Regions from separate parts of the Mus musculus genome. Here region 2 is linked to region 1. The links are chromatin contacts, called in public promoter capture Hi-C maps. All regions are on one chromosome and are shown on one strand. The core of a region is the stretch at or near the end of the contact, and the rest is flanking DNA. Distances in the headings are between cores, read along the strand shown.

Evidence for each region. Capture Hi-C pulls out chosen DNA fragments and counts their contacts.
Region 2: a contact with region 1 is called in a promoter capture Hi-C map of adipose tissue. The contact joins two enhancer-like sites. A contact is called at or near these places in 3 of 484 Hi-C or Micro-C datasets (embryonic stem cells, nephron progenitors and thyroid gland), 10 of 115 datasets of contacts at active chromatin or transcription factors (the 230-238 cell line, CD8 T cells, the HPC-7 cell line and 7 more) and 2 of 9 other capture datasets (adipose tissue and liver).

What each region holds. Positions count from the first base shown.
Region 1 is chr1:54,805,572-54,811,965 of GRCm38.p6, reverse strand. The region is part of intron 2 of Ankrd44 (ankyrin repeat domain 44); the gene reads left to right. Among named protein-coding and RNA genes, the nearest start is that of Ankrd44, 120 kb to the left of the region's middle. Within about 2 kb of position 1,650, at least 37 of the 459 cell types and tissues checked have an H3K27ac peak or open chromatin away from gene starts, as enhancers often do. A contact at or near this core is called in acute myeloid leukemia, adipose tissue and bone marrow-derived macrophages, where this site is marked.
Region 2 is chr1:54,895,357-54,901,976 of GRCm38.p6, reverse strand. The region is part of intron 1 of Ankrd44 (ankyrin repeat domain 44); the gene reads left to right. Among named protein-coding and RNA genes, the nearest start is that of Ankrd44, 28 kb to the left of the region's middle. Within about 2 kb of position 4,811, at least 121 of the 459 cell types and tissues checked have an H3K27ac peak or open chromatin away from gene starts, as enhancers often do. A contact at or near this core is called in acute myeloid leukemia, adipose tissue and bone marrow-derived macrophages, where this site is marked.

The sequences.
Region 1 (6,394 bases), core at 401-2,900:
CACTTGTGCATCTTGCCTGGCAGTTCAGTAGTTATTTTAGTACTCAGGGTTCACAGCTGAGTAAGGCTGTCAACATCTTCTTCATAACCCCGACCCCCAGGCCCTTATAACAACTAGCATTAACCCATTAACAACCACTGGCACTAACAAACTAGCCAGTGGAGAAAGCTTCCAGCTCAGTTCCAGCTTGACTTATCTGTATCCTATATCCCAGGTGCATGCTGTCTCCAGCAGTGGGGTCTTAGCATCTTGGTTTGATGGAGAGCAATGGCATTAAGAATTATTGGGAAGGTCACCTGGGGGCTCACTGGCTAACAACTCACAGGATATACACACAGCATCTCACCCTGGGGTTTCATTTAAGCATCTATGGTTTCTGGGGAAAGCATTCTCCATCCACACAGGGTATGTCTGCTCAAGTTCTTACTTACCAAAAAATTATTTTTTAGTTAGCTTATAAAGTGATAGGTTTTCTATGTGGTTTTGGTTGACCCTCCCCCTGGCCTGCCTTTCCCATAGCTTGCATCCTAGATTCCATATTGCATGTGGTACCCACCCCACCTTTCCCTTACCTCCCCACCTCTCTTGGCTCCTCTCTCACTTCCTGACCCCTATCGACACTCGCTTCAACATAAACACAGGGACCTAAAAATGTGAAGCTAGCATCCACACATGAGGAAGAGCAAGCATATGGTGTTTGTCTTTCTGGGCCTAGTTACCTCAGAGTGGACACTGCTTAAAGGCATCTGTCACAGTATTGCATTTATACCTGTAGCTGATGCTTTCCAAATGTTAGTGTGCATATAAATCACCTGAGAAATCTTACTTTACTCAGTACAATTTTGGGGAATAAATCCATATTACTGAAGCTCACAGGGGATAAACTTATAGCACAGACCTTGCATTTATTAATTTCACTAGCTTAAAAACTCTTCCTGTTATTCACATCTGTTTTTGAAGATGTTAATTTACTCAGCATTTGTAAAACAGTATTGTACCAGAGTTGGCATGATGAGCCTTGAACTAGTATGAGAGGATTTGGGGTTCCTAAAGGAGATTTGCATGGAGCTCATATGGCCTAGAAGTGGGTTTATCGGTGAGGCGCAGCAGAGTAGTGATCATGAAGGTAAGCTTTGGTGAGTGGGCTCCCTGGGCAGTGTGACCCTGGGCTAGGACACTCAGCTCCATGTGCTTCTGTCCCTCCGGTGTGATGGGGTGTTAGAGTCCCTTCCTGCCAGTCTGCGTGTAACTCATGACAACTGCACGGAGAAGACCCCAGTACCTTGAAGAGCACAGCCAGGGTCAGCGATTCTTTATTCTGACTTTATTCAGAGGGATGGCTCTTTCCTTATCAGCAAACCTCAATTCTCTGACATTCATCTTCTTTGGCATTCTTGCGTTGTTCTGTTTAAGCTTTCTGTTTCTGCTTGGATGTGGATATGGCTCCGTCTCCAAAGGTTCAAATGTTGGGAGCTTGGATCCTAGCATGGGGTTGGGAAGTGGAACTTCCAACTGCCTGGGAGAAGTGATTCCCCCAACCCCCACTCCAGGAATGGATTAATGCTGTCTCATAGTGCTGATACAGGGCAGGGTTGTTACGAAGTTATGACATCTACATGCTTGGCCTCTTCTGCAGAGGCCAGCCCCTTTCTACTTCCCCATGTTGGGACACAGCCAGATGATGACATTGTGTTCTTTGGACTTTCCAAATACCAACCTTACCCCCCCCCCCACGATTCGGGTATTTTTGTTTTGACAGTGCACAGAATATCTTAAGCCCTTTTAGAACAGGATTCTTACCCTTTCCCCCCAAAGGATTGCCATGCCTGCTATCAGCAGCTGACTGTATCAGTTTCTGTGGTTGCACTGCCTCAGAGCCTGTCTTTGGATTGCAGCTCCTTGGTTCTCCGTGGCGTTGCTTTTGGCAACTCAAAACTCAAAAGCCTGTGGAGTCCAGGAGACAGAAGTAGTACACAAAGAAGGTGTCGGAGAATGGTAACAGCTGTGTGGAACTGCAGCAGTTGTGGCCGCAGTAAAGGCGTTTCAGGGAGTGGTGGTACCTTCCTCTAACCCCAGCACTTGGGAGGCAGAAGGATCTGGAGTCCAAAGGCAGCCTTGACACAGTGAGTTTGAGATCAGCCTGAGCTTCGGGCTACAAGAGAGGTTGCCCTAATCAAAGTCCACACCTGCATCAACCCAAAAGAAAAAAACTCAGCCATACCCCAAATAAGATATTCTAATTTATAGTTAAAAAATGCGTGGTAACCAAACAGATCTATAGGTAAATTTGGGGTCCTGATATAAATACACGCTTGTTGCTTCTGCTGAAATAAGGACTTAAGGGTTGAGTGAAGTGTCATTTCTTCCCTCCTATTTATCTTAGAAAATCCTTTCATTTTATAACGATCTGTCATCCCTTTGCCTTTTTTTTTTTTTTTTTTTTTTTTGAGGCAGGGTTTCTCTGTATAGCCCTGGCTGTCCTGGAACTCACTTTGTAGACCAGGCAGGCCTCGAACTCAGAAATCTGCCTGCCTCTGCCTCCCGAGTGCAGTGCTGGGATTAAAGGCGTGCGCCACCACGCCCGGCCCCTTTGCCCTTTTTGAGCCATTGTTTTAAAAAGTCCACATTTATAAGCTGCCCGCATAACTCGGTTTCTCTGTCGGTTGGGTTGTGAGGTTGCACTGTTTTCTTATGCACCAGTGGCGCCCCCCACAGTGGTGCTTCCACAGGCTTTCTTTCCGGTGTTGTCCCTAAGAGAGCTCCAGCACTTGGCCATTTCTTCATCGCCTTCTTTATGTAGAATGTTTTCTGAGTGTCCTAGTGTTAGAACCCCTTGTGAGCTTCCTCCCCGGTTGCCAGTCCCCATTCTAAACTCACAGATGGGGACACTCATGGGACCCCTTTACTGTGGTTGGCCCCAGTACATATTGTCACCCAGTAACTAGCCTACAAGAGGTTTTGGCAATGGTAAGCTAGCATGCATTCACCAGAGAGGCATGTGCTATCAGTTCCCGTCACTCTTCTTCAGAAATCAGCATGTTTCCATCTTGATCTCTAGACCTAGAACCTACTGCAGGAGGTATTTGGCCTCAGACATATTTACTCTTACCTGCTTGGCTGAGGCCATCTTGATTACTCTGAATTTAGACCAGATTTGGCAGGTGCCTCCTTCATCTTCTCCCAGACCCATCTCTACCCACTCTGTCTTTCCTTCTTTTTCCCATCAGCAAGCCAGAAGGGGCATGTTAGGGAAAGAGTAAAAAGAGGAGCTAGCTGTGATGGGCAGCAGTTTCTGGGAAGTGACCACACAGCAGGAGTCCTGCCAGGTACTTTCTAAGCAGAATCTCACCCCACAATTCAGGAGAAAAAAGTCTGATTATTATGTTCATTTGACAGAGAAATGATGGCTAGAGAGGGGGCTAGCGACTCGTCCAAGGTCATTGTTCCTGTTTGATTTTAACCTTTGACCTCTGGAGTCTGCTAGACGTACTGCCATTCAGGTGGCTAAAACCAGATGTGGGATAAACAGTGAACCAAATCCAGACAACTGAGGGGTAGAGAAAATGAGGAGGAGGAGGAGGAGGAGGAGGAGGAGGAAGAGGAGGAGGAGGAGGAGGAGGAGGAGGAGGAGGAGGCGGCGGCGGCGGCGGCGGCGGCGGCGGCGGCGGTAGTTCTGGCCAAGAGGCAGGCCTGGTGGAAGAAAATCACAGTGGCAGAAAGTGAAGGCCCAGGGAGAGGTTGGGCTCTCTAACCACTCTGTTCCTTCCTCAGTGTGTGGCCCTGCCCTAGCTGTAGCTGTGTGATGGGCTCCCTGGGCACTGCTCTTCAGCTGACAGTATATGAACTATGAGCCACACAGTGTGCTGCCTCCAGAGATCAGCCTGGCACCTCAGAGGGAAAGGGAAAGTGTGTCGAGTGTTGAGCCCTCAGTGCCGCCTGGAGATTCTAGTAACCTAGTAACTGTGCTCCACTGCCTCTCCAATCTGTCCTTGCGTTGCTGTTGGACATGCCCATATGCAGTTGTCAGTGTCTGAGGCCATGCTACTAGTGACCCAAGAACTATAGAAAGTTTCTATCTGCCTGTGTTGGAATTACAGTAGCTTCTCTTTCTATGAACTGAATTTCCTGTAAACTTAGGTTCTTGTCCCATGACATGACCAGGAGGTGGATCTCCCAGCTTACCTCATTGTCTTTGGGAGTTGACCCTTGGAAAGTCTTGACACTGTAATCCTGCTTCCTTTTTATGTTCTTTATGAAGCCTGTGGATGCTGACTTTCCCCCAACTTCAGTTCCAGCCCTCTCATTTTTAGAAGGAGGGCAAGCGTTCCCTGCCAGCAATTCCTCTCTCCCCAGATTCTGGCTTGCTTTCTAACTCCATTGATAGTTCCAGAATCCCCATTTCCTGTGCCTGGAATGTTCTTTACCAGTAGTTTTATTTTAGTGAGGTCTGATCATTTCATGTGTACTCTGAGGCTAACCAGAGACAAATATAGACTTCAAAACAAAACAAAACAAAACAAAAACCAACCTTAGAGTCAGTGTTTCTGACAAATCACTGACCTCTTAAGAGTGGGACTTTAAGAGACAGGTTTGGAGTCACATTAATGCCACTCTTTGGGTCTTATTGTTGTAGGTGAGGTATCACAGAAAACATAGTTCTACAGCAGGCAGCCATCACAGAGGGGGTCTAGCACCAGCTGAACTTCATGTCCTGCCTCCACCTTCTCATAAAAGCTACATTTCTCACTCATTGGATTTGACTGCAAATATGGTTCTAGTTGAGAGCACCCCAATGGACGGGAAGGCTTTGAAACAAGGCCCATGATGGGATCCAGGTTGATCTGTTCACTCAAGTTTAGAGGATGTACAAGATACCTAAGAAAACATGGCTCCCACTTAGTTCTGTCTTAGCACAGAAACCTGCAGGCCACCCTCAGAGGGGCAGGTCTTTGTCCTTTGGGGTCATAGGCTTCAGTAGACACTCTAAGATAAATCAAGTCATCAGACATGTGTTGAATAGGCACTGTGCACAGATGTCGTGATATATTGGATAACTACACTCTACCTGCCCTCTGTCCCCAGCTCAGGTTCTGTGACAGCCATCCTAGAACCTTATGGTGCAGCCAAGGTGCAGTGTTGGTGGATCAGCCGAAGAGGTTTCAGAGGAAAGGGTACTAAGCTAAGTGTGGAAGAATTCTTCCAAGTGACTGCAAACCACAAATCAAGGACTCCATAGTTTGTGGTTTTAGGGTCCTTGTGCTGGAGGCTCCTGCTGCTTCTCCAGGGATTTGCTTGGTGTCTCAGAGCATCATGTTTCTTTATTTCCATCTGACTGAAATTTGCTTTTTGAACAATGTTGAATTTGGCAGGGAAGACGACAGAAGGATTTTTAGATGTAAAATGGTGCATAAGAAGTGGGCCAAAGGTTATAACATATGATTTCCCATTGGTGCTCAGAGATTTAAAAACTAAACATCTTATCACCTATAAGACAGTAATGTGCCCATTAACTGTCTGAGAATCCCAAAAGACCACCAAGCAGCCAATTCTGATGCAATCACACTACAGTGTCTTTATTCAAGCTCAACCTTGTGCTCACTGCCAACCCTGACACAGCAGGATGGAAGGGTGCAGCCCCAAGCCCAGCCTCAAGCAAGCATTTACAGAGGCAAGCAAATCTGATTGTGGGGCTATTATGGAATTTGCTGTCCTTTAAAATGATTGGCTGGTGCTGGGAGCCAAACCATAAACTTAACTTCTGATTGGTGGTTGTTAGGGAGTGGCCTGGAAACTAGTGCTAGGTGTAGGCTTGTTGGTTAACTCAAGTTCAACCTTAGGTCAGGTCTTCTAAGATGGAGCCTGAATCAAAGATGGAGTTGGTCTGGTTTCTCAGTAACAGAATCCATGTTAGATGAGTTGTACTTAAAGTGAAAGCATATAATTTTGGATGAAGCCGGGGCATCATCCAAGATTAACATTAAATAATATAGAAGCTGGCTGGCATAGGCCAACGGTCCCAGCTACTTGAGAGGCTGAGGTAGGAAGATGAAAAGTTCAAGGCCCACCTAGGCTGCAGAGTGGATTCAAGGCCAGTCTGAGCAACGTAGTGAAGCTTTGTCTCAAAGGGAAAAGTAAACAGAGGGCTGCAAGCCAGGCAAGCAAGTGTGTGCCTCTAGACCTAGCACTCTTAAGTCAGGAAGATTAGGAGAGGAAAGCCAGCCTTGGTTACATGTTGAGTTCAAAGCCAGCCTGACCTGCATGAGATCCCATCTCGCTTCCAACACAAAAGGAAGTGGGGCTGGAGATGTAGCTCAGTGTTAGAATGAATACTCTACTAAGAATGTATGAAGGCCCAGGCTCAGTCCCCAAACTAAGCAACAACATCAAGAAAAGT
Region 2 (6,620 bases), core at 3,562-6,061, 87 kb before region 1:
AGCTGTGATCTCAGGGGAAGTGGCTGTCTGAAGTTGAGGCCTCCCTTGTGGGAGCTGGTGGCTATACTCTGCTAACCACGTGGCTGAGCTGGGGCCAAGTCAGTCCTTGATGAAGGTTCTTGGGTGGCTCACCTGATAGAAACAGGCCATCATATCTGTCACATCGCTCGTGCTTCATAGCAGCCTTAGGACATGACTGCAATATTCATTTCCATTTTATAAATGAGATAACTGGTTTAGGAGAGTTCCTCTGTATCCTGTGTTGTAAGCAAGGACAGGAACTCAGGCCTTCTAAATTCCAGGTCCTCTTAGTGATGCCTACGATGGTTACCACCCTCCCTTCTTCCCTCCTCCCCTCTTCCCTCCTCAGTCATTCAGCTGGTATGAAGATGGCTGAGCCTCATCTGCACTGGGGCAAGCGAGCTGCTGAACACTGTCCCCTCATCTTGTTGCTTCTAGGGTTAGCCAAGGAACTTATAGGTTGATTAGCACAGTGGAATGGAGGTTTCATGCTATTATCATTTGATCAGCTTAAGGAATTAATTAAAACAACCTTTGACATGTCAGAAAGCAGCTTGCTCTGTGTCAGGTTTCTCCCATGGGTTATTTCTGGCATGGATGAGGGCCTGCGGTTTATGGCCTCTGGCAGAGTGCTCTGAGGCCTTTAGAATTTCACCTGCTAGGGTCCAGCTAGCTAGTGCCTGAGGGTGAGCAGGCTGCTGGCTGACTCAGGAACCTGACCTGCACATGGACCAGGCAGTGCTTGGCTGTGGACTCTCTGGCATCCTTTATAGGTCACTTTAGTTTGGGCTCTGAGGGGCCCATTGGGAAGACTTTCCAGCCACTTCTAGTCCCTCAGAAGGGACTACAGTTTCTTAATCTAAGTCAAGGCTTTTCCGTTACCGTTTGTTTCAATCATTTTGGCTTTTGATCAGACCTAGTGGGGATTGACTGTTGGACTAGGCCACAGGCGTATGGAGGGCAAGTGTTAGAACCATGATCTTATCAGCCCTGACTAACGAGACTGATGCAAGGTAGCAGAGCTTTTAGTAAAACAGCTGGCTATTGGGGGGCTGGAATTGTCTTACAATAACATTTCACGTGAAGGAGCTGAGTTCAGGGGTGCGGTGGGGTGCAAACAGGCTTCTGCAGCCATAGCAATTGGTTCCATAAAAGCTGTTTCCCCAGCCCAAGGGGCTATTGCTCTCAGCATTCTGACATGCTAATAGGAGACAATGGACACATTCCTCAGAGCCCCGATGGGCTGAGACACCTTTCTACTGATCCCTGGCCTGTTTGCCCATCCTTTTCTTTGAATTACTTTTTCATTTACTGTGTTTTTAAGAGAACTAAGGTCTTCCTGTTCCCTGTGACCACTCTGAGGTCACTCTTGTTGGTCCCCCCAAGCCGCCTCTCCCCCCATGTTGGCTTCTTTTCTCTTTATTTCCATAAGTCTTTCTACCACAGGCTTCCTTAAGATCTGGAGAAATGCAGGTCTGCTTTATTCTCAGGATTTATGGCCTGTGGCCTATCAATCTTCTAGAGGCCTAACTAAGTTCATAGTACAAATCACAGGGGCGGGGGTTATTTTTGAAATTAAAAATATAATTACATCACTCCCCTTTCTTCTAGTTCTCGCCATGTTATCTCCCACCCCTGTCCACCCTCAAATTCATTGGGGATGGGGAGTTTCCATCAACTTCATGAATACTCAAATGCAGAATCTAGGCTAATATGTCAAGTCTTTCACAACTCAAGATGTAGTTACTCCTAACTCAGGAGTCGTTTATATTAAGCGTGGGAGAGAGTTACCTTCTCCTTGGGACTTACAAATAACAGGAGTTTTCTAGTATGGGTGCTACCTGGTAGCTCACCTTCATCTTGCCAGGGGTGTCACCTCCCTTCCCGATGGCATGGTCAGCCCTATGGTGCCAGATGGCTAAGCCTGCTCGGTGTCTCAATTTTCTTTCCCCCAGAACTCCTTCCTGACTTGTTTAACAAGTTGGGGAATCTACCGGGGGTGGGAATGGCCTTGACATTCGTGTGGCAGAATGTAAAGGTCTGTCATCCCCACTCTGGATGCTCTCCTCAGCAGTTAGCCAGCTGTTTGTTGCTTCTTAGTGGTCTAGATGGATGCCTCTCAGGCGCGCTATAGCCTCCTGTTCTGCCTCGCCTCACTGGCCCTTTCCAAACACACTCTTATTTAACACCCATGGCCTTGATCAGTGCTGGTCTTGTTTACTACTATGTCCAAGAGGAAGACCTTGGGGCTCATTCTCCATCCTCTGCCTCCTTAGACACCGTGAGCAGTCATGTCTTGTCGTTGGTCTCCCACACCATTCACTGCTTTTACAAACCATTCTCTCTTTTTAAAATTATGTAGTTTGAACCTTGCTGGGGCTTCCGAGAGGCTGCACTCTGGCCTCTGCTGCATCCTCATCCTTGGGGCTTAGCCTCGCCATGGCTCTATTCCTAGTCCTTTACTTCTCCATTGGAGTGACAGCGCCGTCTTCACACTCCTGGGACATGTGGAAATGAGGATCATTCTGGTTATCAGAGTGATTAGCAGCTGCTGCCAGCAATTAAGGGGTGGAGCTAGAGATGGCAAATGCCATGCGTGGGGAAGTGTTTTGCATATGGAAGTGTTCTACCAGAATGCAGGTCCTGTTGATCAACAGGATCGTGCTGTGCCTTTGTGCCTGTCCTGCCCTTTGCCCAAGATGCCCTATCTTTACCTTCTCTGAAAAACTCTTACATATTTAAATTCCAGCTTAGAAAAACTGCTACATTATCTCTGAAGCCTCTTATCACTCCCCCAAACCCCCATTTTCCATGCCAAAATCAACATTATATGAATGTGACTTGAGTGTGTGTTTCCTGCAGAAGGGATGGCCTTATTCAGCTTTGCGTTCCTGCAAGAAGCACGGAGCTGCAGGCAGTTGTAAGGTAAATAGGATGGAATGGCTCTAATCACGGAAAGGACTGATCCTTCAGCTGTGTGGTTCTTGGATTCGTTTACTTGTCAGGTTTGAATTGCCTTTCCCTTCCTCCCTTCTCCTTCCTATTTCTCTACCTCTTCTTTCTCAATTGCAGCCTTTCTAATTTTGGCATGTGCTTCCTCATTACTACAGATTGGCTATCTTCCATAACTACAATCATCTGCAGTTCCTTGAGGCATTTAAGAATTAAAATAGATCTTGGCCATCTTTGCTACGAGGTGTGATTGCAGTAGTTACAAATCCTGTTTCCAAGGCAACAGCTTTCTGCTTAGGAGTAGCATGCTTTTTGTAGCTAATCTCCATTAAGAGAGAGGAGTTTTATGGCTTACATCTCCATATTCAAACTTTGTCTGCTCTATTGCTTATAAAAGGCCAGTTTACATGGGACTAGGGCAGGGATAAAAACATCTCTATACTTGCAGTTTAAAAGCCTTGCTGAACATGTTAAGCATACAGAGGTTGAGGACACACAGTAAGTACATGTATGTGTTCATGAACATACCATGTAAATAGAACCCTAGATACAAAAATGACAGAGCACCAGCATTTGAAAGCTCAATGGTTATTAGTGTCAATACTGGATGTTTCCCAACATGTATTTCTTATTTTATCTAAGATTCAATTTTTATGTTTCTTTGTGTGTATGTTTGTGCAAGAGTCTTGTAAAAGTTACAAGAGGACATATGATCCCCTGGAACTTGACTTATAGGTGGTTGTGAGCCACCCTGTGGATGCTGGGAACTGAGTGAACCCAGGTTCTCTGCCAGAGCTGTGAGTTGTGAGTCGATTCAGTGAAGGAGATGATTTCTAAGGCTCCTGAAAACTGGCTCTGTGGATATCATGCACCCTCAGAAGGATCTAGGGAAGCTCCACTTCTCTTGGCTGTTTCCCTTTCCTTTAAAAAGGAAGTAGGAGGCATGGTTTGATTCTGCAGGTAGGGAGAAAGTAGACGGGAAAGGTGTGGTGACTAGCCTTTGTGCATACAGAGGGTTAGTGATACCCTTTTGTCTGTTTATTTTGTATTGCTGGGGACTGAACCTCTGAACCCAGGGCCTTGCCTATGCCAGGCAAACTCTTCTACCCCTGAGTCATGCACTCAGCATCAAGTGATTCTCCTAACTGCCCCACAGGAAGATTCCTCTCTTCCAACCATGTTCAAAAGCCCGGGACTGTCATTCAGTTTGTGTAGGGGTGGAGGGAAAGCCCAAGTTTTAGAATATAAAATGGTTAAAAACTGCAGAGCTTTAAAGTTTGTTTAATCAGTCCTTATCCTTGGCTTCCTTAGTCAGGTAGAGTTGAGCTTGGCTTGTATGTCAGTGGCTTAACTGGCTCTTTTAAAGATGAGATTTCAACTGTAATTTTCCATTCTCCCGTGCCCTCTGGCATCTTTGTAGAATGCTCTTAGCTGTTATTTGAGGCCTTCCAAGAATTATCAAAATGAAACGGCTCCTTCAGCTTTAATGCCAGTGCTTAGCCAGACGGACTGGGGAGGATGGCGCTTTGTGGGGGTTGCCCTTCACGTGTACCAGTGTCTCCCTGAACTTAGGCTTGAGCACAGCATGCACGCACGGTGCCAGCAGTGGCCAGAAGAGGACATTGACTCCACTGCAATGAAACTACAGATGGTTGAGAGCTGCTGTGTAGGTGCTGAGAATTAAATCTAAGTCCTCTTAACCACTGTGCTGTTTCTACATGAGGTGCCACGGTGGAGAATTCTTTAGATGGCCACCTCAGGTTGGTCCCCTTCGTACTCAGCTGCAAAGCCCTTATAAGCTTCCTCTACCCGCCTAGCAGTTGTTTCTTCTGCTTAGAGAGCTATCATTTGGTTTCCTCCTGAAGATCATTTCTATATAGGGATAGGTCGTGTGCTCTACATTTAGTATACAGTAAAATACTTTACTGTTGGATTTAATTTGTGAAAAACGGAGGTGATTCAAATTGGCTTCTGTTGTTATCTGCTCATTGCCAAAGGGTTGAAATAACAGCTTTCTTTTGGTCTGTGTTGTTAATCCATGGAAAGTCATACTCTCCCAAGTAATAAAGGGAAGTGACAGCCAGCCATTGTGTGTGTGTGTGGCAACATTTATTATGCTACATTCATAAATGGTCTGTATTACAATATTCTTTACATATGAGAAACCCTACACTTAGGACTTAAGAATCACAAAGCAAACACCCAATCACCTTTATTATACAAGGCAGAGGCAGCTTAAAGAAATAAATGAAAAGGGCAACCTGAGCTTTCAGTTTTAAAATGCTTTCACTAATGACGCTTGCTTGCGTTTCTGTGGGTGCAATAGGAGGAAACCGCCTGGCTCGTGGAGCATGTTAACGAGGCGGTTTGCTCTTGTTTGGATTGGGGCTGGTGTGTGCTGAATTCCGTGGGTGGCTCACTGGGCCTTCTCAGTGTGCCTAAGATATTTTGGCTGCTGACTCTTGTCATTTTTGTCGGGGAGCCAGCTGTCCTTTTATTCTGTAAGTGGTGATGATGGTTACTGCAAAATGGCTTTGGTGTCTTTTAAAGCAAATTGTGATTTTCTTTTTTCTTTTTCCTTGAGACAAGGACCCATGTGTTCTAAGCTGGCCTAGAACTTACTGTGTATCTAAGACTGACTCTGAATTTCGGATCCTCTTGCCTCTATTATGGGCTCACACCCTCAAGCCCTGTTTATTTAATGCTGGATATCCAGGGCCTCCTGTGTTCGAGGCAGCACTTTACCCTGAGCTAAATCCCCATCCCAAATAGTGAAGGCACTGAGGAGCCTTGTATTAGTCAGGGTTCTCTAGAGTCACAGAACTTATGGATAGTCTCTAGATAATAAAGGAATTTATTGATGACTTACAGTCGGCAGCTCAATTCCCAACAATCGTTCAGTCACAGCTGTGAATGGAAGTCCAAGGATCTAGCAGTTACTCAGTCTCACGCAGCAAGCAGGCGAAGGAGCAGGAGCAAGAGCTAGACTCCCTTCTTCCAATGTCCTTATATTGTCTCCAGCAAAAGGTGTAGCCCAGATTAAAGGTGTGTTCCACCACACCTTTAATCCCAGATGAAAGGCATAGCCCAGATTAAAGGTGTGTTCCTTAACTCGGAGATTCAATCTTCTGGAATCCATAGCCACTATGGCTCAAGATCTTCAAACCAAGATCCAGATAAGGATCTCCAAGCCTCCAGATAAGGGTCACTGGTGAGCCTTCCAATTCCGAATTGTAGTTCATTCCAAATATTGTCAAGTTGACAACCAGGAATAGCCACTACAATCCACCCCTTGTCAACTTGACACAAATAATATCTCATGTTCACATGAAACAATAACAAGGTTGTAAATACGCCTAACATGATATAACTATCCCTCGTACAATCGCAAACGCATTAGTAAATTTACAATGGGCATTCATATTACTTTATAATCCTCGTTTCTGCAACTGGTTACGTGGCCTTAATTGGTATTTATAACTACCTTCCTCTACTACCCATTCTGTATTTCCTTCACCTTCAGCCAGCACCTCAGCAGGTCTTGGCTCTTTTCCTGGAGGATTGACCCATACCTTCATTCCTGATGGGTCTGCGTCCTTTGTCATCCTGCTTGGATTAGGCTGTTGTAGTTTCCCATTGACTTTAAT